Regions from separate parts of the Mus musculus genome. Here regions 1, 2, 3 and 4 are each linked to region 5. The links are chromatin contacts, called in public Hi-C and HiChIP or PLAC-seq maps. All regions are on one chromosome and are shown on one strand. Each heading gives the region's core, a stretch centred on a gene start, on an enhancer-like site or on the middle of the called end of the contact. The rest is flanking DNA. Distances are from core to core; before and after follow the strand shown.

Region 1 (4,845 bases), core at 21-2,520, 490 kb after region 5:
CTGCACTGTTGGACACATACTCGGAGGGGTCTTTCAGCTTTGTGTGGTTGGCGGGCCTGTCGGCAGCATTCAAGGTAAAGGAGGTGGGCAGGCCGTTATCTTCCTTGGGCTCCTCCTTCACCAGCAAAGGTGCAACGCCAGCCCCACCCTGGCCAGTCCTCTCTGGCGTGTTAGACGTCATCACGGTCCCCACTAGCTCTGTCCCTCCTCCTTCCCTCTGCTGCCCCAGGCAGCCACTGTCACTGAGGTGGGGAGATCCCTTGACATCTGGGTCTGGGATCTCCTCCTTCACCTTGGCCTCTGTCCTCAGGAAGTGCTGATGGCAACGCATGTGCAGTTTCAGGCTGAAGTGGCGTGAGGATGTGAAAGGGCACAGCTGGCACTGAAAAGTCTCTCCCCGGTCCTGATGCTGATGAACCTGCCGGAGAAGCAAGAAGAGTCGGACTAGTCACTGTGTGCATGGCCACATGTTCGCCACACGTTCATCACACGTCCGTCACACGTTCGTCACACATTCGTCCCTCAGTTCATACAGGGCCAGGGAAGAAAAGTACCAGAGAGGCTGCTCTCAGTGACGCCCTGGATAAAATAACATCAGTCCGGAAACACAGAGTGGGTCTGTGGAGGTTAGGTCTATCCTGACCCTCTCAATGCTCACTTGGGTAGAATTGTTCTAATGAGCTATTCAATGGATCTTACTTGATAGACCTTGAGAACAAACTTATGTAATCAATAGTTAGGGATCAAAGGGCATAACCTTTCATTCTCTCAGAACAACAATCTTTAGTGCAGATCCAGTGATGGCCACCCAGAGAATTTGCTGGTTTGCCAATACACACACACACACATACACACACACATCTCCAGGGTGTTCCAGCTTCACAGAAGAGGAGATAGAACACCCTCACACCCAAAAGTATCTTGAGCCCAGTTTCATATGAAGAAAGAAAAACAAGAGAAAAGCCATCTGGGCAGGAGGAAACCAAGTTCAAATGTCACTACAGCGTCTAGAAGATGTCCATTGTGAAGTGCAAGGGCAGCCACTCACACACAGCTCCGAACCTGCTTGTACCCAGGACCCGTAAAAAATGGCAAGAGACTTTTCTTTCATCCTGTCGCTACCAGATTTAGTGCTTAAAAGAGTGAGGAACTCATTGGATTGGCCCAAACCTAGCTTCAAGCTGGCAGGTGTTCATAAACTTGTGACTTCCCCATTCATCCCGCCAACGTGCTTCAGTATTGACCTGCTACACCCTGCTATTTCAGGGCTGGCCCTCCTTCATGTTGGGACTGCCAATGGTAGAGATCTGTGCCAAATGATTTGGGGGAGTTGTGTGTGCTCTGAACAAACAAGAACGTAAGCAATTGGCACTTGCAACAAAACTGACGCTCCATAGGTCAGGGGTGACGGGGTGGGATTTGAACCTGGGTCGCGGTAGAGTTAAACGTTCACTTGTCCATCTTCTTGACCACCTGGCCACTCTGCTCATGTCTCCTTTCCAAGAGAATAAGTTTTACTGCAGCTGTTTATGCCTTCTGAATGAAATCCAAAAGCATTCTTCACCAGCCAAAACACACTTTAAATAATGTTAAGCGACCAACAAAAGCAAAGAAATTAAAAGTTAGTTGTGAGGTCCCGCTGCCACAGTGCCCCACTGTGGTGTTCTGCAAAAAACAACACAAGATATTCTGGGCCCTTTGAAGTCTGTGTTTCTCAACAGAAATAGCCATAAAAACTTCTAAAAAAAAACTCCAGTTGTGATGGAGTCCTGCCTGTCAGTGCAAAGGCTTCTCCTGTACCCCAGCAGAGGGCGGAGGTGAGGAAACACCCCATCCATCCCTCCAACAGAGCCCCTTCCTGTTGTTTGCCACAGGAGGACTTCTCTGGGCACTGATCCTTCCATTAGCTTTCTCATAGAAGCTTCCCCACCAGCTTCTCAGCCTGGGTCACTCAGGAAGAGGCCCCGTGGAGGCCTCAGGTCACAAGCTCAAGGGCTCCTGACAGGTGTCAACACAGGCATGCCCAGAACCAGGAGGTAAAGGTCACTGGGCAGGACACTTCATGGCCCTGAGCTCGGTGCCACGGGATGGATTCCACTTCCGAAGCACCCTCACATCTCCCGACCCCAGAGAGGAGGTAAGCCAGGAAGAGAGGCTCCAGCAGCCACTCTGGGAGGAGAAATGGGACAGAGGAGCTCTGATTCCAAAATCAAAGAGGGATGGGGGTGGGGCCCTCACTGAAAAGAGGCACCATGTGCAAGATTCCTTGAGGTTCCTTTTCCACAGTAGCCTAACCTTGTTGTGCTCCGTTTTAGGCAATTTAGAATAAGTTGAAAGGCAAAACTGGGTTCACATTGGCACTTGGAATTTTATTTGAGCTAATGTGGCTTAGTGTGGACTTTGAGAGAAATACTGTCCCCACCACCTGGCCCTTGCATCACCCTCCTCTCCTGACAGAAGAGAGCTTTTCTGTTATAATTTTGATTCTCTTGAGCCAACACATGCTTTGAAGTTCCTCTTGAACCTCTGTAGAGAAGAAATGCTGGCCTATAGCACGATAGGCTCGCTGGAGTATCTCACAGGTGTCACTGATGTGCCATCAATGCCATTTCTAGGGTAATAGATGTGGGACACTTGGGTTCATGCACTTTAAGGTTTGGAGAAATTCTGGAGAGTATCTAGACTCAACCTCCTTATGGAACCAGGCCAGGCAGCTGAGGGTCTCCTGAGTGCTCACAGCTCTCTAAATGGCAACTGGGGAAGGGCAGAACTTCCATGTGACCCCTGGCCTAGGTCCTTTCCATGACTAATGTGTGCTCTTCATCTTCTCAGCCCTCTTTGCCTCTTCCATTCAGTTTGAGCCTCCAGTTCTCACACACAATTCCTGTATGCTTGCTCTCCTGGGGAAGTCGTATACTTCATGAGACGTAAGACAGCCCTGAGGGATCTGGAAACATTTCCAAATCCTTTATGTAGCTAGTCATAAAAAGCACTTTCACAATACCTTATGGAGGAAACAAAAGCTTCCAAAGAAAACTGTACAGTGTCCAGGCCAGCGTGTAAGGACACAGTAAGTACTGAATTTGTTGAACAAATAAAGTTGAATCTCTTATTTTTCTGACATAGACCAATATAATCAATATAGGAGATTATATATCCTAAAGATAACAACTACTTCTGCGGGGTGAGGTAAATAGCCAATTTCGTATTATTTGTATCATTTTTGTGAATTCGCAGCACTAAAGACAGATCGCAAAGAGAGAGAAACCATAAAATTTATTTTGGAGCAATTTCTTCTAGCATTGCATTCATTATCCTGAAATGTAAATGTTAATGTATTTTCAGATGGCTTTAGATGGCAATTACCGTATTAACTGTATTTACTGACGGCTGCTTCTCCACACTGGGCACTGTAGTAAGGCTCTATTCGAATGATCTCATTAACTCTTACACGGTGAGAAAGACCATATGTTTGTTTTCTCCATTAGTGGTAACAGAGGTTTAGAGGGCTTCAACTAAATGCTCACGGCTCCTAACGCGTGGATTCTCACCAAGCTAAGATCACAAAGTCAGAGACTCTCATGAAGCTAAATCAAATCTTAACGTTTGATTAGAGTGCCCCTACTTCTCAGATAAAATTCATTTTAGAAAAATTATCTACATCTGCAGCCTCCGGTAAAGGTAATGGAATATGGGTATTCATAAGACCGCACCATAACATTCCCATGGAGAAAATGTTTGCCAATTTTTGCAAAGTTAAATTATACTCAATTAAAAAACTGTTTTAAGGCTAACAGGGGGTAGGGAGAACAGGGGCAAGAAGGTATGCCTTTGATGAAATGAAACTTGCATAAGCTTCTCAAACTCCCCTTATCAAAAGCTCGAGTCACGGCTCGACAGGGCAGGACACCATGAGTCTGAATAAAGTAGCGATTTCACACGACTGCTTTATTGTAGTAGTTATTGATTTGTTCTGAAAGCTCTCAGGATCCCGCGACCCGCCGGGCCTGGGCAGCTCTCATCTGCAACACTGTCATGGCCGTCTGCCTCTGTCATCAAGGCACCAGCTCATCTCCCTGTAGTGTCAGGGTCAGCAGTCCCTGCTATTGAAACCCAGCCTTTTTTCCATGGGTTTATAAATAGGTTGTTTTAAGTGACCCTGAGCTGAAACCAAGCTTACAAGGTGTCAGGGTAGATGCAAGTTTTCTGCTCGCTGAAGCTTTAAACTCTCCAGACCTGATTTCTAAACACAGCCTAGGACAGTCACTAACACAAGTTCTAGTTTTAAAAAAGACATTTGTTTTGAAGTCTCAATGCTGCAGATTTAAAGTGTGACGTTTTACATAGGGAAGCGGTGACCAAGGATGACAAGGGCTAAGGTAATAACCAGGTAGGCTTCATAAAATTCAGTCAACTGGAACTCCTACTTAAATGAATTCTGAAGATGAAGGGCTGACTGCTGACCCCAGGAGAAAAAGGCAAATGATAGAAACAAATTACATCATAGATTTACTTTTCAAAAAAACAAACCTTCTAAGCTATTTTCTGTCGTGAATAGAAAATTTGTGTGACTGTGCTTTCTGCAGCCTCCGTCTGAATAGCAATCACTGATCAATGCAAAAAGATTCAAATGCAAGATTTCAACATAAGCAAATATCCATTAGCTTTATTCCAAGGGGAAGAGACTCTTTACACATAACGTCACATCTAAGCCACATTGAAAGCTACCAGTAAAATATTATTTTTCTCAGGGATGCTAGGGATAGTTATGAGCACCTCTGGACCAGGCACTTTGCTACCGATATTCCCTACCCCTTAGCACTAAGGACAGGTCCTACAACCGCT
Region 2 (4,667 bases), core at 419-2,918, 340 kb after region 5:
CCCATGAGAAAATGCCAGGCTGAGATCTTTCTTGGCACTGAGCAAGTGAAATGGCTTTTCTGGATCTTCAGTGTGTCGGCTGTTGAGTCATCCATTTCAGTGATGTGCAGGAAGTTTCCCCTTGGGTGTCTAGGCTCCCACAAAGATGTTATCATCTGTGGTTGGAATCCATGTGTTTACATCAAGCTCTGCTCAAATGTAATGAGAGAAGAATCCCATTCTACCGTCTTTCTGCATCTTTCTCCTCTACTTCCAGACTCCGGGGTATGATCTATGTGGTTTGCACTTGCCTCACAAGGGACTAACCATGTTCTACTCAAGATATATTGCTTGTAAAAGAGACAGTTACTCTGAGATGTTTCCCTTCCTCAATATTAGTTCTAGACTGTGCTTTCTAGCAGAGTCCGGCACTTACTGATTAAACTCTGAGCTCGGCTGGACATGCCGCGCTCAATGAGACACCAGAGAATCATTTGCTGCTCATTCTTGGTTGCTAGTCTCGCCCACTCTATCTTAGCCATTTGAAGTTAACAAGAGATATTTTATAGTACATTAGTTACATTAACTGTATTATATTAAATACATTAATACATTAAGTAGTTTAATAATACATTAAACCCTCACTCACCTTCAGTATTTCTATACAACTAAAGAATGACTTTCTTTATACAAAGGCCAAAATGATGATGTGTAGGCTTGTGTTCCCTTGGCATCCTAGAGCCTTTTGTCTCGACCTGCAGGCAAGGAGTCAGGGCTAAGGAAGACACGCCCATTCTTTCCTCCCTTGATCCTGGAAGTAACATTCCTTCCTTACACTCAGTGTGAGATCAGAACTCTGACTGCTCAACCACATCCTAGCAACAGCTGCACTCTGGAGAAGGGTGACAGCTGCCGGTCCTGCCACCTAGTCTGACTCTGGGGAAGAAACAAAGAGATTGTCCTGCATAATGGCCATCTCTCAGAGCCGAGTCCCTAAATGGTTAATAATCACAAATGATATTTGAGCACACCATAACATATCTGGTATTCTGCCCATTTGATGAACTATTTAAAGTTGTAGCATGCTAATGGGGAGAGCTGGGTGGTGGAGAGAGTCGCTGGGCAGCCTTGTGGGTATTTGCTAACGGATAGAGATAAAGATCTTCAATGTTTTCATCGGGTGGTGCTGATACCCTCTTTTACTAATAAAACTTGACTTTATGAGAAGAGTTTGAGATGGAATTTCAGTGTTCCTCTATGGTTTGTTGATACACGATGATAGGAAAGATAGCCATTTACATTGTGGTTAAAATCAGGCAAGATTTTGTTCCCTTTGTGTTAAAGAGAAAAACTAAAGCACACTATGTACTTACAGGCAGGGCCAAACTCACATTGCTGAGCTAAGGAGTTGGCTCACATTGTTTACAGCAGGGGTTCTCAACCTGGGGTTGAACAGCCCTTTCACAGGGGTCACCTAAGACCATATCAGATGTTTTCATTATCATTCATAACAGTAGCAAATTTACAGTTATAAAGCAGCAACAAAAATAATTTTGTGGTTGGGGTCACCACAACACGAGGAACTGTATAAAAGAGTCGCTACATTAGGAGGGTTGAGACTCACTTTATAGGAAGACAAGTTGACCAGGGCCTCTGGCCTGAGTACCACAAATCTCATTCCATTTACATGACTGTTTTTGGCCTTTAGAAAACCAGCTAACCCTAGTGATGACCTGTGGTCTGATGGCTATTGTACAGGTCCAGAGGTAGATGGGTGGTGGTCCAAGAGGACCCATTTTAATCATCCTGTGACACATTCTCCCTACTAAAAACAACCTCAGAAAGCCACAAGAACTAACAAAAACATCTTGCCTGTCATGTTTTGCCAACCTAGTCTTTTTCCCAAACAGGGAGATACTAATACATGAAGAAGATGACATTTCTTCTCTGTTTCCTGCCAGGCTTGGGTTAAATCGTACTTCCTTTACCGAAGCCTGAAGGGCCATGAGGATGTGGCCCCAGTGCCACCCCATATTTCCTATTCATTTTATTCAATGTCTTCTAGCTATATTGTCTTCACTTGAAAATGTGCAAACACCAAGCCAGCTTTTGCCTCAGGACCCTCACCCACCGCTCTTTCAGGAACACAATTATCTGAGCTCTACCTTTCTCTCTGTTTGCTTACCTTTGTCTCTCTAAAAACAAGCTTCCTGCAGCCAACAACTTGTAGTATTTGTCGTGGATCTTCAGTGTCTGGCACAGAGTTCAAAAGAAAGCAGAATCCTCTGTGATCGTCTGTCTTGATCGCCAGGTTGACTGGATTGAGAGCCGCCTGAGAGATTAGATGAGAAGGCTGCTGAGTGTGTTTGTGGAGACTTTTCCAGCCGAGCTTAGACGGGGCAGAAATGCCCTCGCTGAGCTTAGTCAGCACCACATGAAAGCTGAGAGTTTGGAGGAATGAAATGAGGAAGCCCCTAGCTGAGGTTTTCTCTCACTTCTGCTTCCTGACTGCCTCATGGTGACAGCTTTGCTTCTCCATACATCTTATTGCATGTCCTTCTGTCCCGTTATGGCAATGGCAGAAGCCACCATGGAATGGAATGCTGAAATAAGAGCCAAAACATGCCTTCCCCTGAGTTGATGTTCTCCCAGTCTTTACTCTTATACAACACACTCTACAACTGGCCACCAGTGGTTATTGTTTGCTCTACCATTTCCCACAATGATTCATTCTCTCTTGCTCTCTCTCTTCTGTTTGTCTTCTTTATTCATTTTTAATTTATTATTCTTTCATATGTTGCATCCAGGAGGCATTTTCCCCTCTTTCCTCCCCTCCAAGTCCTTCTCCCCATCCACCCCTCTTTCATTTCTCTTCAGATTTCCAGCCTCTATGGATGTCAAGCAGTAAAACTAGGTACCACCTCTCATATTAATGCTGGACAAGGCAACACAATGATACTTTCTTAGCATTCCATGTAACAGCGGTAACACTGTAAATGCAGTGACTGAGCAGGCCACAGTACTGCTTATGCAGTTCTTGTCCTAGGTTCTTAATGGACTGAAGCTGGGCAAAGCCCAAATGTGCAACATATGTACATATGGTTTGAATAAAAGTTGGTACTAAAACTGGGGTTGTTGTTCTGAAGAACTTGACACTATTTTGTTGTTGTTTGAGGAATGTGGAAGACTTTGGAATTTAGGACTGGAAAATCTATTGAATACTGTAAGCAGTGTCCAATGGGGCATTCTAGTGGGATGCTAAAAAATAGTACCAAGAGCAATGTGGATAGGAAGGCCCAGCACCTGAAGCTTCAGAGGGGAACAAGACCTCTATAAACAGTGCTATAGTGGCCATTATTTGGCAAATAAGCAAACTGCATTCTGCCGGTGTTCTAAGAACTTGCCTGAAGCTAAAATAAAAGCTAGCAGACTGATTTCTTTGGTGGAAGAAGCTTCGAGAGAGCATAACAGAGCTTGGGCCTGCTGGTGCTGATTCCTCTCATACAGATCTACCATGAAAAGGAGCAAAAAATTGGCAGAAAGGAAAGAAAATGTGCAATTTGGAGATGAATGAACACTCCAGAAGCTTGACGTCATTGAAAGTCCAGTGCAAAAGAAGAGGCTGTGATTGTTAAGGAGGGCAGCACGTTACAGAAAGGCATTTGCATTAGAATGACAGGAACGGTGTCCGCAGGGCAAGATGCTGAGCAGCTAAAGCTCCAGTTTGTGAAAGGAAAAGCCAAACTATGTGTTTTGCGGGGGGACGGGTCCTAGAAAGCAAACACACACAAAAGCTGATGCTAATGCTGTTCACACGGGGAAGAGCGCAAGCCAAGCTGGCAGGCCCAGGGAAGAGCCATCCACGTGGTATTGGTTTGAGAGACAAGATGAAAGACTGGAGAGGTTATGGGTTCTTTCTGTGCAGTTTTAGAGAGACCCTAAGGTGAGCCAACACATGCCAGGGTCAGAGTGGCTCTGAGGGGAGGCCCTGAGGGGCCACAATATACAGGAGTAAAAGCAAAGCCTGGGAGATGGTGGACACGCCAAGATGCTGGAGATGCCAGGGAGATGGTGGACACGGCAAGATGCTGGAGATGCCAGGTCCATGAGATGTCTGTCACAAAGTACTGCACAGAAGGAGCAGAGAGAAAGAGAGGGAGAGAGAGACAGACAGAGAGACAGACAGATTGAGAGAGAGAGAGAGAGATCACAAGTAGGAAGCTAGCAAGCTAGAGGGAAAGAGGAATCCTAAGCCTTTGAAACTGAAGCCCTATTTGATGAACACGGAGCCTCAGGACTCCGTGTGTGCCCTGCTGGGGATTCTGTTTCTGATTATTTGTCTTTGGTTCAGTCTTTCCTCACCAAGCCCCCACCCTTCCCTGTTGGAATGAGAAGGTACACTCTGTCCCATCGTATGTTGGAAGCATGCAAATTGCTTTGTATTTAACAGGGGGCTACTGTTAATAGATTGCTTTGAGTTTCAAAACACACTTTGGACTTTTAACAGTGTTGAGATTGTTGAAGACTATGGGGACTGTTGTGTTATGAGATGCCACTGAGCACATAGGGACCAGACGGCCCACTGTGATAGTTTGAATGAGACATTTTTCCCATGGGCTCCCGTATCTGAACACTTGGTCTGCAGTGTTTGGAGGTTACTGAACCTGTAGGAGGTGCAGCCTTCCTGG
Region 3 (4,684 bases), core at 1,700-4,199, 350 kb after region 5:
TTCCTCCTGGGAGTTGTCTAAGGGAATGATTAACTACAATTAAATAATTCGTTCTTGCTGCGTGGAGTTGCACGGGTGCCAGGCAATTTCATTGCCAATCAGTGTCAGAGCTGTACTGAGGGATGCTTGTCTTCCTCTCCTGACCCCTCCCCTAAATCCATTTTCATACATTCTATTGTGATGTACTAACAGTCCAAAACCATCCCCCCATCCCCCTCCTCTTTCCCTGTCACATTCGATAAATATGGGGCAGTTATCTGACTAATGTTGAGCCAGAATCCTGACCAAACCAAACCATGGCTTTAATGAGTAAAGCAACATTTAATATTTTCATTTTTTTATATGTACATATATGTCTGTACCTGATGCCCTCCCAGGCCAGAAGGCTCCAGTCCTCTGCAAATCTAGTTACAGATGGATATGAGTTACGGTGTGGGTGCTGGGAATTGAACCTGGGTCCTCTGGAAGAGCAGCCATCCCTCCATTCCCCACATTTAAAATATTTTAAAACAGGTACTGATATTTTAGGGGAAGGTGCAAAAGCCACCAGGTTGAGAATTGTCCATTTCCTGCCAGGCTGCCAAAATTCTTAGGGTTAAAAACATTTGCTTGGTGACCAGCTCCACTGGAAACTCTCTTTGAATTCTTCATGTTCGTGGAACCTGACTTGAAGAGGGTCATGATGTAGGACTGAAAAGCCGAGAACTCACACCCAGGATTGCCTGCTGGTTGGAAGTGGGAAAGCATAGTAAAGGTTCCTATCAGTGGGGGATGATGAAAGGGCCGAGACAAGAGACCGAGTCTTTAGCGTTTCTTAGAATTCTTGTCTTTTTAAATCCATCTTGCTTATTGATCTGTCCTTCCTGACTGAGGTACAATATATGAAACAGAAAGGGTTTATTTAGCTTTTTTTAAGATGGAAGAAAATGCAAAAGTGATGCCAGGCCCTGCTCATGAGTGATGTCTAGTTTGAAAGAGGCAATTTAAATCCTATTTTTGTGGGAACTGATCTTTGTGGATGCGCGAGTGTTGACAATCGAACCCTTTCTCCCTCCAGCTTCAGCGACAATGGGATTATGAAAGCAAGTTGGGCTCCTCGGAGGACTCAGGGACGGATCGATTCTCCTCCAATACCAGTGGAAGCTCAGGGCGCAAATTCAAGTGATTTCAAGAAAGAAGCCACAGACCTAGAGCCCTACCTCGTGTCTGTGTTAAGCCATTGAGACAGGAGTTCCAAGAAGGCTTTGATGGATTGTGCACATAGGGAAGATCTTGCTAGAAACTTCCCTGGGCTTCCTCCCTTATTCTTGTGTGTGTGCGCGCGCACACACGCACGTGTGTTGATGGGGAAGGGGTTTGTCATAAACATGATTAATGTTCCTTTACAAAGTGCCCAGGTTCACATTCTGCTGTTAGAACCTCACAAACGATAGCATGACCTCCACCTTAGTGGGCTCCAGAGTTATGTAGCCTGTCCTCTACCTCAGAGAAAGACCTTTCTGTTTTCCCTGTGCTATGACCCAGAAGGCCTGTAGCAGTTCCCTCCACTCAGGGAAAACTGGCTTTGCAGCTGGCTCCGCCTTCCGCGGCGCCCATAGGCCTGCGCCTCCCTCTTCCCGCTGCATCTGCCCTGGCGGGGTCCCCTCACAGCCGTGTGGTTGCCCTGCCCGAGAGCCGCTAAGGGACCTGGCAAAAAGGAGCAAGGCCACGGAATAGTTCCCTCCCGCTGGCAGCCATTCCTCTGCCACCCGGCGCTTCGGGGCCCCGATCCAGCCTGCACCCCAACCCACGGCTCCTGTTGAACAGGAAACACAAACGTCGCACCCTAACCCCCTAGCCGCACCCCAGGACCCAACCCTTAATATGTTTTTTTCCTTTAGCCCCAGGTTGGGCTAAATACATTCGCTGGGAGCCATCTGGTCTGCTTCCCCTTCATGTGGTTTCCATTAAACTCGCCAGAACCGTGCAATGTAAATGCAGCCCTGGGCCACTCCGGAGCCTCCAACAGTCTGCCCTGCGCAGGCAGAGCGAGGGGACCTCTGGGCAGACGCCCAGGCTGGCACCCAAGGACCATGCCCCAGTGACTGTGCATCACCACTCCTAAGGAGGCATTTATCCATGGCAAGGCTTTCTTAGTGCCCCAGTGTTCAGCTTTTGCTACATGCAAGCCAGAGTTTGTTAGAATTCTGTTTCCATTCTAAAAATCAATGTCAACAGCTTTACAGACAAATTTACAGAAATAACCTGGCCACAGAAACTCAGCGTGACCAGCAGCATGTCGGGAGGGCTGAGTCTGCCTTCTATGCAGACCGCCTTCTTCCCTGACTCCCCCTACCCCCATAGGAAAAAACAGAACAGAAAAAAAAAAGTTAGCTTATGGAAAAATACTGACTCACGCAGTGAATTAGGGTTTATAGTACAAGATAAAGGAGACAGGCCGATTTAAGGACTCATAATGTGCTGTATTTGGAAAGTTCTTCAGGTTTATCAAAGATTAGTCCGTTTATTGAGGAGACTGGAAAAAAGGGGGGGACGGGACGGGAAGCAGCAGGGGACCAGCCACAGGCACTTCCAGGCAGTGAAAGAGCCTCTGGTCAGAAGGAATTAACTTGTAGCCGTCCTGTTTTGTCCAGGGTCCTCCTTTTCCTCTGTCTCCACCACCAGCCTAGGTTTCCCTCCCTCCCTTTTTTCCTTTGCTTTCTTTCTGTTCTCTTCCCACCCCCACCCTGGCCAGGGGATTTTATTTGGGATTTTAAAATGAAACCAGGTGCTCCGTAAAACAAAGACAAAGTAGTAACAAGGAAACACGATCCAAGGCCTAAGGAATGCGCTGAGTTTCATGACTCAGGCTGTCCTGGCAAAAAAAGTAGGAGTGACATGAGAGGTGGGTGGCACCGAGCACAGACCATACATGGCAGCCCTGGCCTCCCCTGATAGGGTGGTCAATGCAGCCTGTGACTCACTTTGTAAAAGGCTTCCCAGGCTGGAGCCAAAGGATCAGCAACGGTTCCCTGAGGGGCAGATCCACGTGATAGGGCCAGGGCTACCCTGAGGTTTGGGCATCACATCCTAGGCAAAATGCCACCCTTTTCTCCAGGAAAGAGGCAGGCTTAGCAGACTGCCAAGTGCACTGGTGCCTTCAGGAGATTAACAACCTGCGGGCTTTAAAGTGACAAGGTCTCTCTCTCTCTCTCTCTCTCTCTCTCTCTCTCTCTCTCTCTCTCTCTCTCTCTCTCTCTCTTTCTCTCCTCTCTCTCTCTCCTCCCTCCCTCCCTCCCTCCCTTCCTCTTTCTCTCTCTCTCTCTCTCTCTCTCTCTCTCTCTCTCTCTCTCTCTCTGTATGTGTGTGTTGGGGGGGGGTGTGGTTGGGAGTTCTAAGTCTCTAGGATCGCTGAGGTGCCTTGGTTAGAGGGGGGTTAGGCTGCTCCTGGGAGAAAGTGGAAAGCTTGCCCATGGTGGGGCAGGAGAGGGGGTTCTGGGCGCCATTCCTCAGCAGTCAGGGCAACCAGCTCAAGGGATGCGTTATGCATAAACATGCAGGGAGACACCTAGGCAGACATCCACACATTCTCAGAATTCCTTTTAAATGAGCAGGGATGGTGTGAGGTACACTTTTTGTGTGTGTTAATAAGAGACAGGCTAAGAGTACTAAAAAGGTCCCTCCTAGCAGGGTGGTAGTGGGGGCTGAAATCGGACGGTAAGGTTCATCCTGGCCTCTCGTCATTACCTCTGCATGAGTAGAAGCAAGTGGTGTCCCTCACTCCTGAGAAGGCTGTCACGTTTCGAGTGAGAATGACTGACATAATGAGGTTTCCACATGCAGAAGCTGCACGGACTGGAGGCTTGTTTGCCTTCTCCTCTTTCCCATTCTGTGAAATACCCACCAAACAAGCTCTGCTGACTAGTCCATAATTTCAGGGAAATCACTGCTTAACTTTGTCATCAAAGGCAACCTACCTGGAAAAACTACAGTCTAAGAATGATGACTTCATAAATATTTATAGTATGAACAGGCGTCACTCCAGTCCTGTTGGAAAATGGGCCCATTCAGCTTTCTTTAAGATGTGACACTTGGGTGAGTGACATCTGTCATCCGGATCAGCCCTGCACTCCGTCCCTCTGAAGCATGTTTATGGAGTGATTATGCCTCTGAATATTCGCTATATTTAGGTCTGCTCCTCTCCTCTCAGCCCTCCTAAATCCCCAAAGAAGCAAAAAGCCAAGTTACCGATGGACGGTAGACTTGAACCGTCATGACAAAGCACAGGCCCTTGAATGTGTACTACAGGAGCATTTGAAGAGCTGAGAATTCAAACGGGAAAGCCAGTTGCTAGTATAGTATTCTTTCGCTAGGGTGGCTTTGTTGGGACTGCTGTCACAGGTGAGGGCTCTCAGCTGGGCCTAGAGGGCAAAAGCAGGGAGGTGCACAGGGAATTGTCCCCTCTCAGGAGCTCCCTGTGGCCCACACCAATCAAGCGGCCTACACTCAGTTCCAGAGCTCCGAGGGCAGGATTTGGCGAGGACTTTGTGACCTCAGTTGAGACAAAACCTCTAGCATAATTGGAGGCCTTCCCTCTTGGCCACACCTGGGCCTGGGTTGGGGTTAGCAGCTGTCCACCATCCGGGTGGAGATAATGGGCCCCCGGTCTACAGCTACAAATGCTCTGGCCTAAGCCTCTGCTGCC
Region 4 (4,913 bases), core at 2,185-4,684, 460 kb after region 5:
ACAAACATAATTCCACCTCTAACAATAAAAATAACAGGATGCAACAATCACTATACCTTAATATTTCTTAACAACAATGTACTCAATTCCCCAATAAAAAGACATAGACTAAAAGAATAGATACATAAACAGAACCTAGCATTTTGCTACATACAGGAAATGCACCTCAATGTCAAAGACAAACACTACCTCAGAGAAGTGGATATTAGCCCAAAAGTTCGAATAACCAAGATACAATTCACAGACCACAGGAAGCTCAAGAAGAAGGACAACCAAAGTGTAGATGCTTCAGTGCTTCTTAGAAGGGGGAACAAAATGCTCACAGGAGGAAATATGGAGACAAGTAAGGAACAGAGACTGAAGGAAAGGCCATCCAAAGACTTTCCCACCTGGGGATCCATCCCATATATAGTTGCCAAACCTGGATGCTATTGCGGATGCTGGGAAGTGCTTGTTGACAGAAGCCTGATATGTGTGTCTCCTGATCGTCTCTGCCAGAACCTGACAAATACAGAGGCAGACGCTCGCAGCCAACCATTGGAATGAGTGTGGGGTTCCCGATGAAGGAGTTGGAGAAGGGACTGAAGGAGCTGAAGGGATTTGCAGCCCCATGGGGGAAGCAACAGTGTCAACAGGCCAGACCCCTCGGAGCTCCTGGGGACTGGACCACCAACCAAAGAGTACACATGGCGGGACCCATGGCTCTGGACACATATGTGGCAGAGGATGGCCTTGTTGGACATCAATGGGAGGAACGGCTCTTGGGCCTGATGGAGTTCGATGCCCAGTGTAGGGGAATGCTAGGGCGGTAAGGTGGGAGTGAATGGGTGTGTGGGTGGGGGAGCACCCTCATAGAGGCAGGTGGAGCGGGGAGGGGATGGGGGTTTCCAGAGGGGAGACCTGGAAAGGGGATAACATTTGAAATGTAAATAAAGAAAATATCCAATAAAAGAAAAAATATGTAAATGTGATATTTCATGTAGCTCCTTTTTTACTATTAAAAGTATAATTTCTTATTTAGATTAGTCACCAATTATGGACTATATGAATACATCTACGTCTACATACACACATACATATACACATAAGTACACACAAACATATACACATACATACACACATACACACACATACACATACATACATACATACATACACACATACATACAGAGGTGGGGTCAGGAAGTGGGCATGGCCCTGAGGCGACTTGATGTGCTAAGGTGGAACGGTACCCGTGGGGGGCTTCCCTTTCTCTGAAGGCAAGGGGAGGGGATAATCGGTGAAGAGAGCTTGTGAGGATCGAAGTGGGAAAAGAGGGAGGGGCTGCAATTGAGGATGTAAAGTGAATAAATAAATTAATGAATGGGGGAAAAAGTGGACACGGCAGTGAGAAACGCGTCCCAGGCATTAGTTACAAACCCACTGCTGGGTGCATCCATTAGAAATCACTTAGAAAGCTGACATGCAAAAATAATTGGTCATCACCCTACATAAAAAAAAAAAAGACTAAGAGAGAGAGAGAGAGCAGTCAACCTAACTGGATAGGCAGAATTCAATAAATTAGACCTCAGAGGCTTAAATCAAATGTGCTTTGATAATATAAGTGAAGCTGGGTGTTCCTTTTAGTATTAAATAAGTCAGCATTTACTTAATTTTTAGAATTACAAGGAATATAAAGATGCTCATAAGCAACAAAAAGAACAAAAACTGAACCGGACTCTATCAACTGTAACACTTTCGTGTTGCAAATCACGCAAACCCGGCAAAATAAGAAAGAAATCTCATCTCTCCGGGATGGCTTACGTCCAGAACATGAGAAGCTTTCACAAGCCAATTATTTCTTTAAAAGGTAACCCATGTAAAGACTGGACAAAGAACTCGAATGGATGTTTCTTCAAAGACGTGCAAGTGTTAAGTAGCATCTGCAACTCACTCCACGAGGTGCCACCCTTCACTGGATTGACAAATCTAAGACGTTCAAGTGTTAAGTAGCATCTGCAACTCACTCCACGAGGTGCCACCCTTCACTGGATTGACAAATCTAACCCACAGTGACATTGCTAGGTTGTGCCGTCAAGGTGGTTCTGATAAGACGGATGGCAACGAGTTTTCAGAAGGCTATGCAGAGGGGATGCAGAATACTGTTGCTGCCTTGGAAAAAACTCTTAGGAGCTCTTCAAAATGTTAAAGGGAGTTCCATTCAGCTCACCAACTACAAGGTGCCTAGGGATCTAAACCATACGTCCACACAGAAACCTGTACAGGAATGTCCATAGTAACAAAGACTGGAACACAGACCATGTCTCCAGTAAAAAAATAAAGAAAATACAATGTAGCCATACAATTGGCAGCATTCAGCCGTAGAATAAGAATACAGGACGGATACCTAGGAGGCAATGAGATAGGCCAACAGGTAAAGATGCCTGCTATCAAGCACCGCAACCTGAGTTCAATCCTTGGGCTCACTTGGTGGAGAGAAACAACTCCCACCGGCCGTCTTCTGACCTGCACAGCAGAGCTCCCCACTCCCAAAATAAATAACATGCTATTTAACAACAAGAACCAATTTTACAGCATGACAGATGGGCCACGTAAGCATGAGTTCATGCATACAAAGAGTCCCCAGTAAGCAACTCTACTAAAACCGACCATAGATTAGTCAGTGGTTGCAGAGGCTGGGGCAGTGGAGGTGGGACAGTGACCAATGGCCGGTCGCTGAGCCTCAGAGAGCCACTTGTCTCCACCCCCTCTCCCCAGTGCTTGGATACCAGGTGCACACCAAAACACCCTGCTGTGCATCAGAATCATGACACCCCCCCCCCCAGCTCACTGAAGCAGCCATGTCCCCAGCCTTCAGGGGAGCTCAGGCTGTCCAAAAACTTGGGATCCTTCCGCATCTTGTCTCTGTCTCCAGAGAGAAAACCTGGCTCAGGAAAAATTCTTTCTTCCTTCCTTCCTTCCTTCCTTCCTTCCTTCCTTCCTTCCTTCCTTCCTTCCTTCCTTTCTTTCTTTCTTTCTTTCTTTCTTTCATTGAGATAGCATTAAAAAAAAATCTGGAATCCTTTGTAAAGCACAACCTGAAGTATTTATATCTGCAGTGCAATGCACATTCAATAAACCTTTCCATGTGTTCAGAAATATGCAAAGAAAAAGTAGTTTCCAATTTTAGTCTGATCGTGCCGCTGTTTTTATATTGTCAGATACGACAGCAGCGTGAGTTTGAGAATGTGGAGAGTAGAAAGAATTAATAAAACAAATAGACAAAATACCTTCCTATTAATAGCTCCAAATTACTTAACAGTATTTTTACATTTACTTATTTGTGTGTGTGTGTGTGTGTGCCTCTGCCACTGCACATGTGTAGGGTCAGAGGTCAACCCTTGGGTTGTCTCCCTCCAATCTGCAGCCCTCTGGGATGGAACATGAGCGCTCTGCCTCTGCAGTCAAGGTCCCCAGCATCTGGCAAGCCCAATCCTTAACCACTTCACACAAATCTGCTAGTATACGCTTAGCCATAGTTTGCAGGCAAGGAGAAGCGTAAGAACAATGTAAATTTAGGTTTAAAATGTTTTAGGACTGGGTGAGGTGGGGCACGCCTCTACTCCCAGCACTAAGTAGACAGAGGATGGTGGATCTATATAAGTTCAAAGCTAGCCTGGACCACATAGTGAATTCCAGGACAGCCAGGGCTATGTAGGGACTCTGTGTAAATAATAATAATAGTAATAATAATAATCTTTAAAAATGTTTTACAGGTCTCACATCTTTTCCATTACTCAATTTAGCATCTTGTCAGTCTGATGAAGGCAAGTTTTGTGGTGATAAAGTAAAGAATAACTTTCCTTCTTACAGATTATTACTGGTGCCCCGCATTATGCTCTAGCTTCTATCTTACAAGTGCCTCCAACACCCGTGTCTTAAAGGCTGATCCCCAAGTGGCACAGAAGGGATGGGCGTGCCTTAGGCAGGTGGGAACTAGAGGAAGTCTTCAGGTCATTGGGGCGTGCCCTCCAAGGTGACTGTGAGACCCTGGGCTCTTTTTCCTCTCTTTTCCTTCTGACCATGCTCCGTCGGAACACTCTCGCCACAGCATGCTGCTGGCTCGCCGCAGCCCACACAATGGGACTTATTACTCACTGACTAGAATCTCCAACTCGGAGCCAAAACAAACGCTTTCCTTTGTAAACTGATTACGGCATGTATTTGTTAAGAGTGGAGGACAGTTGACTGACTAAAGACATGCTGCTCAACGTGGTTACATGGAAATACAGTGTACTCATGCATGAACATCTCACAAAGACTAAATAAAAGTTTACAAAAAAGTACCACCCCTTTCCAAAGGGGGGAAAAATAGCACATACCAGAAAAAAAGTTTCAGCCTGAAAAATAATTTTGCTGAAATTTCTCATTTATCTCAAGAAATTCTTCAGAACAAAGAAGCCTACAACATGGTGTTTGATGCTGTTTGGAGTGGTGTAGGGAGATTTTCTCTAAAAACATATCCAGAAATAATTCCAAAATATAACTGCAATGGGCACTAGCAAGAGGTATTCTGGGAAGCTCAGAAGCACCGTGACCTTACGTGTCACACACGTAAGAGATGCCCTTCTTCAAAAGTGATGGTGCTAGATACTGTCATCTCATAATAAATGACAGGACTCATCATGGAAGAATTGGTTCTTTTTCTAAAAGAAATGAAGACATTTAACAGAGCTTTGTTTCACATCAGCTTCATCTCTTCCGATGGACCAAACTCATTCCCCTAGCCATTTTCCCTGCACACTGGGCTATTTATAAAGCCTTAGCTGTCCAGGTCACTAGGAAGGAGTCTCAAAACAGGCTGCCAGTCGCTCCTGCAGAGGTACAGGGTCTTCACCCAAAAACCCAGAGCAGACCTCGGAATGTGAGTCTCC
Region 5 (4,306 bases), core at 1,772-4,271:
GAGCTGCCTCAGTGATTAAGAGGATTTGCTGTGCTTGCAGAGGACCTGGGTCAGTTCCCAGCACCACCTGGCAGTTCACGACAACCTAGAACTCTGGTTCTACATGATATGACAACTTTTTCTGGTCTCTGGGGACTCCTGCACACACATGGTCACATATAAGCACTCAGGCACAAAGACATACTCAGTCACTCAGTCACTCACTCACTCTAAAAATGTTTAAAAATAAGAGTAAAACAGGTGTTAGACTTTTCTCTTTTATACACATAGACATACTCACACAGACACACACATGCTCACATCCTCACACACACACACATACACACACACACACACACACACACACAGGCTCACTCACACACACAGACATACACATACAGAACCCCACATACAGATCCATTCATACACACAGACACACACATACAGAATTTCACACACACAGAGACACACTCACACACACAGATACACAGGCACATTCACACACAAACATACACAAACACATGCAGACACACTTTCACAATACAGTCACACAGACACACATTCACATACATAGACATACACACAGGCACTCTTTCGCACATACAGTCACACACATACAGATACCCCACACAAGATACACTTACACACAGACACACACTCATACACAGATAAACAAGATCACTTATACATAGACATACACATACAAACCCACACACAGACACACTCAGATACAGACACACACACACAGACAGACACACATATACAAAACTTCACACACAGGCACACACACAGACATACATACACACACAGACATACACATGACACACACAAACAGAAACCCGCAACAGACAGAAACCTGCAAACAGTCACACACAGATGCACATTTTCACAATACACTCATAGAGACACAAACAGACATACACACTCATATACACAGGCACAAATGCACACACAGGCACACACACACAGGCACACACACACAGGCACACACACACAGGCACACTCACACATACAGGCACACACAGATACTCCACACAGACACACTCACACACAGACACACATTCACATACACAGACACAGTCTTTCATACACAGACACACACACAGACACACACACACACGATTAACTAAGGGAAACATGAAAGTCTTCTGAAATATGTTCGTTAATCACCAGCTTCACACAAGATCTCAGAAAGTGTTGGTATAAACCCCCGTGTACGCATATTTACTGTAGCACCATTGGTCAAAGCAAGCCACCTTGCCAAGCACAGAGAGAAGCTGGAGGGGACTCTAAGGGTGGGGATTTGATGAGGTGTGATTTCCCCACCAAGGGAACTGTTCTGGAGTTGGTAAATAGAATCTGGGTCAGCATCTATTCTGAAAAAATATAGTAATTGATCCAATTAAAATTGGCTTTTAGTATTTCTCTTTGTTCCATTACAAATCTGTGTATGTTTTAAATACAACTATAATATAGAAACTACTAAGAAGAATGAGAAAAACATCACTCAAAGCTTACTACCTAATAAAATATTTCTCAGAGTTCATTACAAATGATTCTAGAAATTTATGCACACACACACATGCACACACACACACACACACACACACACACACACACACACACTGACAGCGTCTAACTCCAGGCATAACCCGACAGCTGAGCCACCTCACCATTCCCTGGTCCTCTCATTATTCTAATATTACAAGTGGTACCTTTGCATCTAGAGGAAATGGAGAAAGCGGTGGCTCTGGGGGCCATGCCTAGGAACCTTATTTCTCTTGTCAGTGTTCTTGGAAGAAAATGTGTATGGAAGTTGGCAGATAGAGAGCAGGGGTCAGCACAGGAGAGAAGAGAACAGAAGTTAAGAATGTGAAGTCTTTATCTTTGGGCGCATATTTTCTCAGCCACCAGACTCCTTCATGGGAGGCAACAACACAGTGGCCTTGAGGAGGCTGGACGGGCTTAGGAGAAACTGAGGCTTTGTTGCCAGGAGCCCACAGTCAGTCATCCAGTTGCTGTCCTTTGTGACTGCCCCTTTCCTTTGCAGCGCTATTCTAAGAAAGATGGGTAAGACAAGAGGAAGGCAAAGTCCGGTTAACCCCTTGCAGAAAGCTGAGGCCTTTGAGAACATTCGCTAATTTGCATGGTGCCAACTTGCTCCTGTATTCCGAGGAGAGCTGAAACAAAATTCAGGAGGGAGTTAAAGTTGTAAACTAAGAAACACGAGCTTTCTAACGATCCTGATTTATTTTATTTTATTTTTTACATAAAAGTTGCACGTATGAGTGTGTGTATGTGTGTTTGTGTGTTGGTGGGGGTGTTAGATTCGAGCACATGGGTGCAGTGTCCATGGAATCCACAAGAGGGCGTTGGATTTCCTGAAACTGGAGTCACAGGTCATGGTGACCACCCAGCATGGGTGATGGGATCTGACTTGAGAGCAGAATACGCTCTTATCAGTTGAGCCGTCTCTCCAGTCCTGCTTTTGGTTTGATAAAAATGCATATATCTGTGGACAGATATTTGTTCCATAGTGTAATATTTATTTTTATTACATATGTAATATAGCATAATAGCTTGCCCCCTTTTACAGTATTATCTATATATTAATTTTATCCTAGCTTGAACTTGTGGCTTGATAGGTAGCCCGGATGAGTCATTCGAACGAGAAAAGACATGATCTCATGAGCGTTATTTTAAAAGTTTACTCCATTATTCAGAAGTTTTTATGCTTCTAGAAACATCTCTGCCTCCCCAGTGGCCATCTGAGGACAGTGAGATAGCTGCTTCAGGGAAGAGAAGAAAAGAGTGAGCTGCTGGAAGCAAGGCTGAGGGTTACAGCTCACTGCCAAGTGCTCCAGCGGGCAAGGGCGACCCTCCCAAAGGCAAGTCCCTCCTCTCAGACCTGCAAGAGCATGACTTAGTGCAGATCTACCTCAGCAGCACGGTCTACCTCAGCAGCACGCTTCCTTCTTAGCTGCAGGGAGGGTAATGTACAGGAAAAGGTGACGTAATGATTGTCTCACTTTCCTTATTCTCTCCCAGATGAATAACCATCCACAGCAGGGGTGAGATCACTCACTATTAGTGGAATAACATCTGGTGAGCTAGGGCCCCCGGCCGAACTGTTGTTGGTTTGAAGCTATATTTAACCCTCGGAGACTCCACGATTGTTAAGTTTCATGGATCACATATGCAGCCCAGCTACACGGTGAATGTCTTTTTAAAGGGCAAAGAAACGCTCCTTAAAGGATTTTAACATGCAAGCTTTACTTTTCCTTATGAAGCAAGGCATTCACCTTTCTCAAAGGGGATCCTGGGCTATTATTAGAGTGGACCGTCTCAGACATGTGGCAGATGCCCTGGCCCTCTGACTCAGGCTCGGATGCTTGCCATAGCTGTCTAAGTTTAAATTTCAAATCGCAGATAGGAATCTCTCTCCTTCAATTTCCATTCTTATCCTTAATTTCCAGGCAGGCCTGCCATGCTGACAGTGGTGAATCTTGCGGAGTAATCTATCTAATAGATTTACCGTAAATGATGAATCATCTGGTACTTAAAATCTAATGAGCAATGCTCTAAGTCAATTTGACTTTTAAAAAAATGCGACTCAGCTAAGGTCATCAGTTAAATGTGCTAATGCAGAGTAACATAGAGGCTCAGATGCATGCATAGTCACAAAGCTGGAACACTCTGGGGTCTGTCCTGTGCCAAGGCCTTTAGGGCCTTAAAACTAGGACATAAAGGAGAAATGCATAGTGGTGCATGCCTTTAATCCCAATACTTGGGAGACAGAAGCAGGCAGACCTCTGTGAGTTTGAGGCTAGCCTGGTGTACATAGTGAGTTTCTGGATAGCCTGGGTTACTTAGTGAGACTTTGGAAAATAAAATAAACAGGCAAGTCACAATATGTAGCAAACAAGACAAGAGGTCATTTCATAACGACCAGGGACAGGCCTTCAATTTCAGGATCTTCTTATTTTTCCCCCCGACAAAATGTAGTAGTACTTTGTTGTAAAGATGCTAGTAAGCTGTTCTTCCTAAAATGTAAAGAATCGGTTGTGCTAGCCTAGGCTAGCAGACACAAGGGCCTGGGTTCAATCCAGAGAGCCACAAATGAATGAAACAAATAAAAACATCAAGTGTGAAAATAACCTTAACTTATTGAAAAAAATATAGAAAATACAATTAATTCACCATGATTTTAACAAAGCAGATCTTTGGGGCACAGGTTAATATTCTTTTTCTTACACTCATTTATTTTATGTATGTGTATGTGTTTATGAGTGGGGATGTATGCATGACTTGGAACATGGTAGATATC

What was found. HiChIP or PLAC-seq counts read pairs in DNA pulled down with a chosen protein or histone mark. Hi-C and Micro-C count contacts between places; a contact is called where the count stands out from the background.
Region 1: a contact with region 5 is called in a Hi-C map of uterus, with 7 times the contacts expected there. The contact joins two enhancer-like sites. A contact is called at or near these places in 1 of 15 datasets of contacts at CTCF or cohesin (the NIH/3T3 cell line), 1 of 484 Hi-C or Micro-C datasets (uterus) and 1 of 115 datasets of contacts at active chromatin or transcription factors (astrocytes).
Region 2: a contact with region 5 is called in a CTCF HiChIP or PLAC-seq map of the NIH/3T3 cell line, with 6 read pairs. The contact joins two enhancer-like sites. A contact is called at or near these places in 1 of 15 datasets of contacts at CTCF or cohesin (the NIH/3T3 cell line) and 2 of 115 datasets of contacts at active chromatin or transcription factors (cardiomyocytes and embryonic stem cells).
Region 3: a Hi-C map of uterus shows a contact between it and region 5, with 3 times the contacts expected there. The contact joins two enhancer-like sites. A contact is called at or near these places in 1 of 15 datasets of contacts at CTCF or cohesin (the NIH/3T3 cell line), 3 of 484 Hi-C or Micro-C datasets (the 3T3-L1 cell line, the HL-1 cell line and uterus) and 4 of 115 datasets of contacts at active chromatin or transcription factors (astrocytes, cardiomyocytes, embryonic stem cells and 1 more).
Region 4: a contact with region 5 is called in an H3K27ac HiChIP or PLAC-seq map of embryonic fibroblasts, with 7 times the contacts expected there. The contact joins two enhancer-like sites. A contact is called at or near these places in 2 of 115 datasets of contacts at active chromatin or transcription factors (astrocytes and embryonic fibroblasts).

Annotation. Positions count from the first base shown.
Region 1 is chr8:79,071,631-79,076,475 of GRCm38.p6, reverse strand. It overlaps Zfp827 (zinc finger protein 827), which reads right to left. Exons shown (of 15, transcript NM_178267.3): 4 at 1-418. Among named protein-coding and RNA genes, the nearest start is that of Zfp827, 46 kb to the right of the region's middle. Within about 2 kb of position 1,270, at least 9 of the 459 cell types and tissues checked have an H3K27ac peak or open chromatin away from gene starts, as enhancers often do. A contact at or near this core is called in uterus, where this site is marked.
Region 2 is chr8:79,223,567-79,228,233 of GRCm38.p6, reverse strand. The region is part of intron 2 of 1700011L22Rik (RIKEN cDNA 1700011L22 gene); the gene reads left to right. Among named protein-coding and RNA genes, the nearest start is that of 1700011L22Rik, 23 kb to the left of the region's middle. Within about 2 kb of position 1,668, at least 53 of the 459 cell types and tissues checked have an H3K27ac peak or open chromatin away from gene starts, as enhancers often do. A contact at or near this core is called in the NIH/3T3 cell line, where this site is marked.
Region 3 is chr8:79,207,131-79,211,814 of GRCm38.p6, reverse strand. 1700011L22Rik (RIKEN cDNA 1700011L22 gene) reads left to right here. Exons shown (of 6, transcript NM_026315.1): 6 at 1,058-1,385. The coding sequence ends at 1,165. Among named protein-coding and RNA genes, the nearest start is that of Gm30271, 7.6 kb to the right of the region's middle. Within about 2 kb of position 2,949, at least 255 of the 459 cell types and tissues checked have an H3K27ac peak or open chromatin away from gene starts, as enhancers often do. A contact at or near this core is called in the HL-1 cell line, the NIH/3T3 cell line, astrocytes and 2 more, where this site is marked.
Region 4 is chr8:79,096,377-79,101,289 of GRCm38.p6, reverse strand. The region is part of intron 5 of Zfp827 (zinc finger protein 827); the gene reads right to left. Among named protein-coding and RNA genes, the nearest start is that of Zfp827, 70 kb to the right of the region's middle. Within about 2 kb of position 3,434, at least 43 of the 459 cell types and tissues checked have an H3K27ac peak or open chromatin away from gene starts, as enhancers often do. A contact at or near this core is called in embryonic fibroblasts, where this site is marked.
Region 5 is chr8:79,560,911-79,565,216 of GRCm38.p6, reverse strand. No RefSeq gene overlaps it. Among named protein-coding and RNA genes, the nearest start is that of Otud4, 77 kb to the left of the region's middle. Within about 2 kb of position 3,021, at least 132 of the 459 cell types and tissues checked have an H3K27ac peak or open chromatin away from gene starts, as enhancers often do. A contact at or near this core is called in the HL-1 cell line, the NIH/3T3 cell line, astrocytes and 3 more, where this site is marked.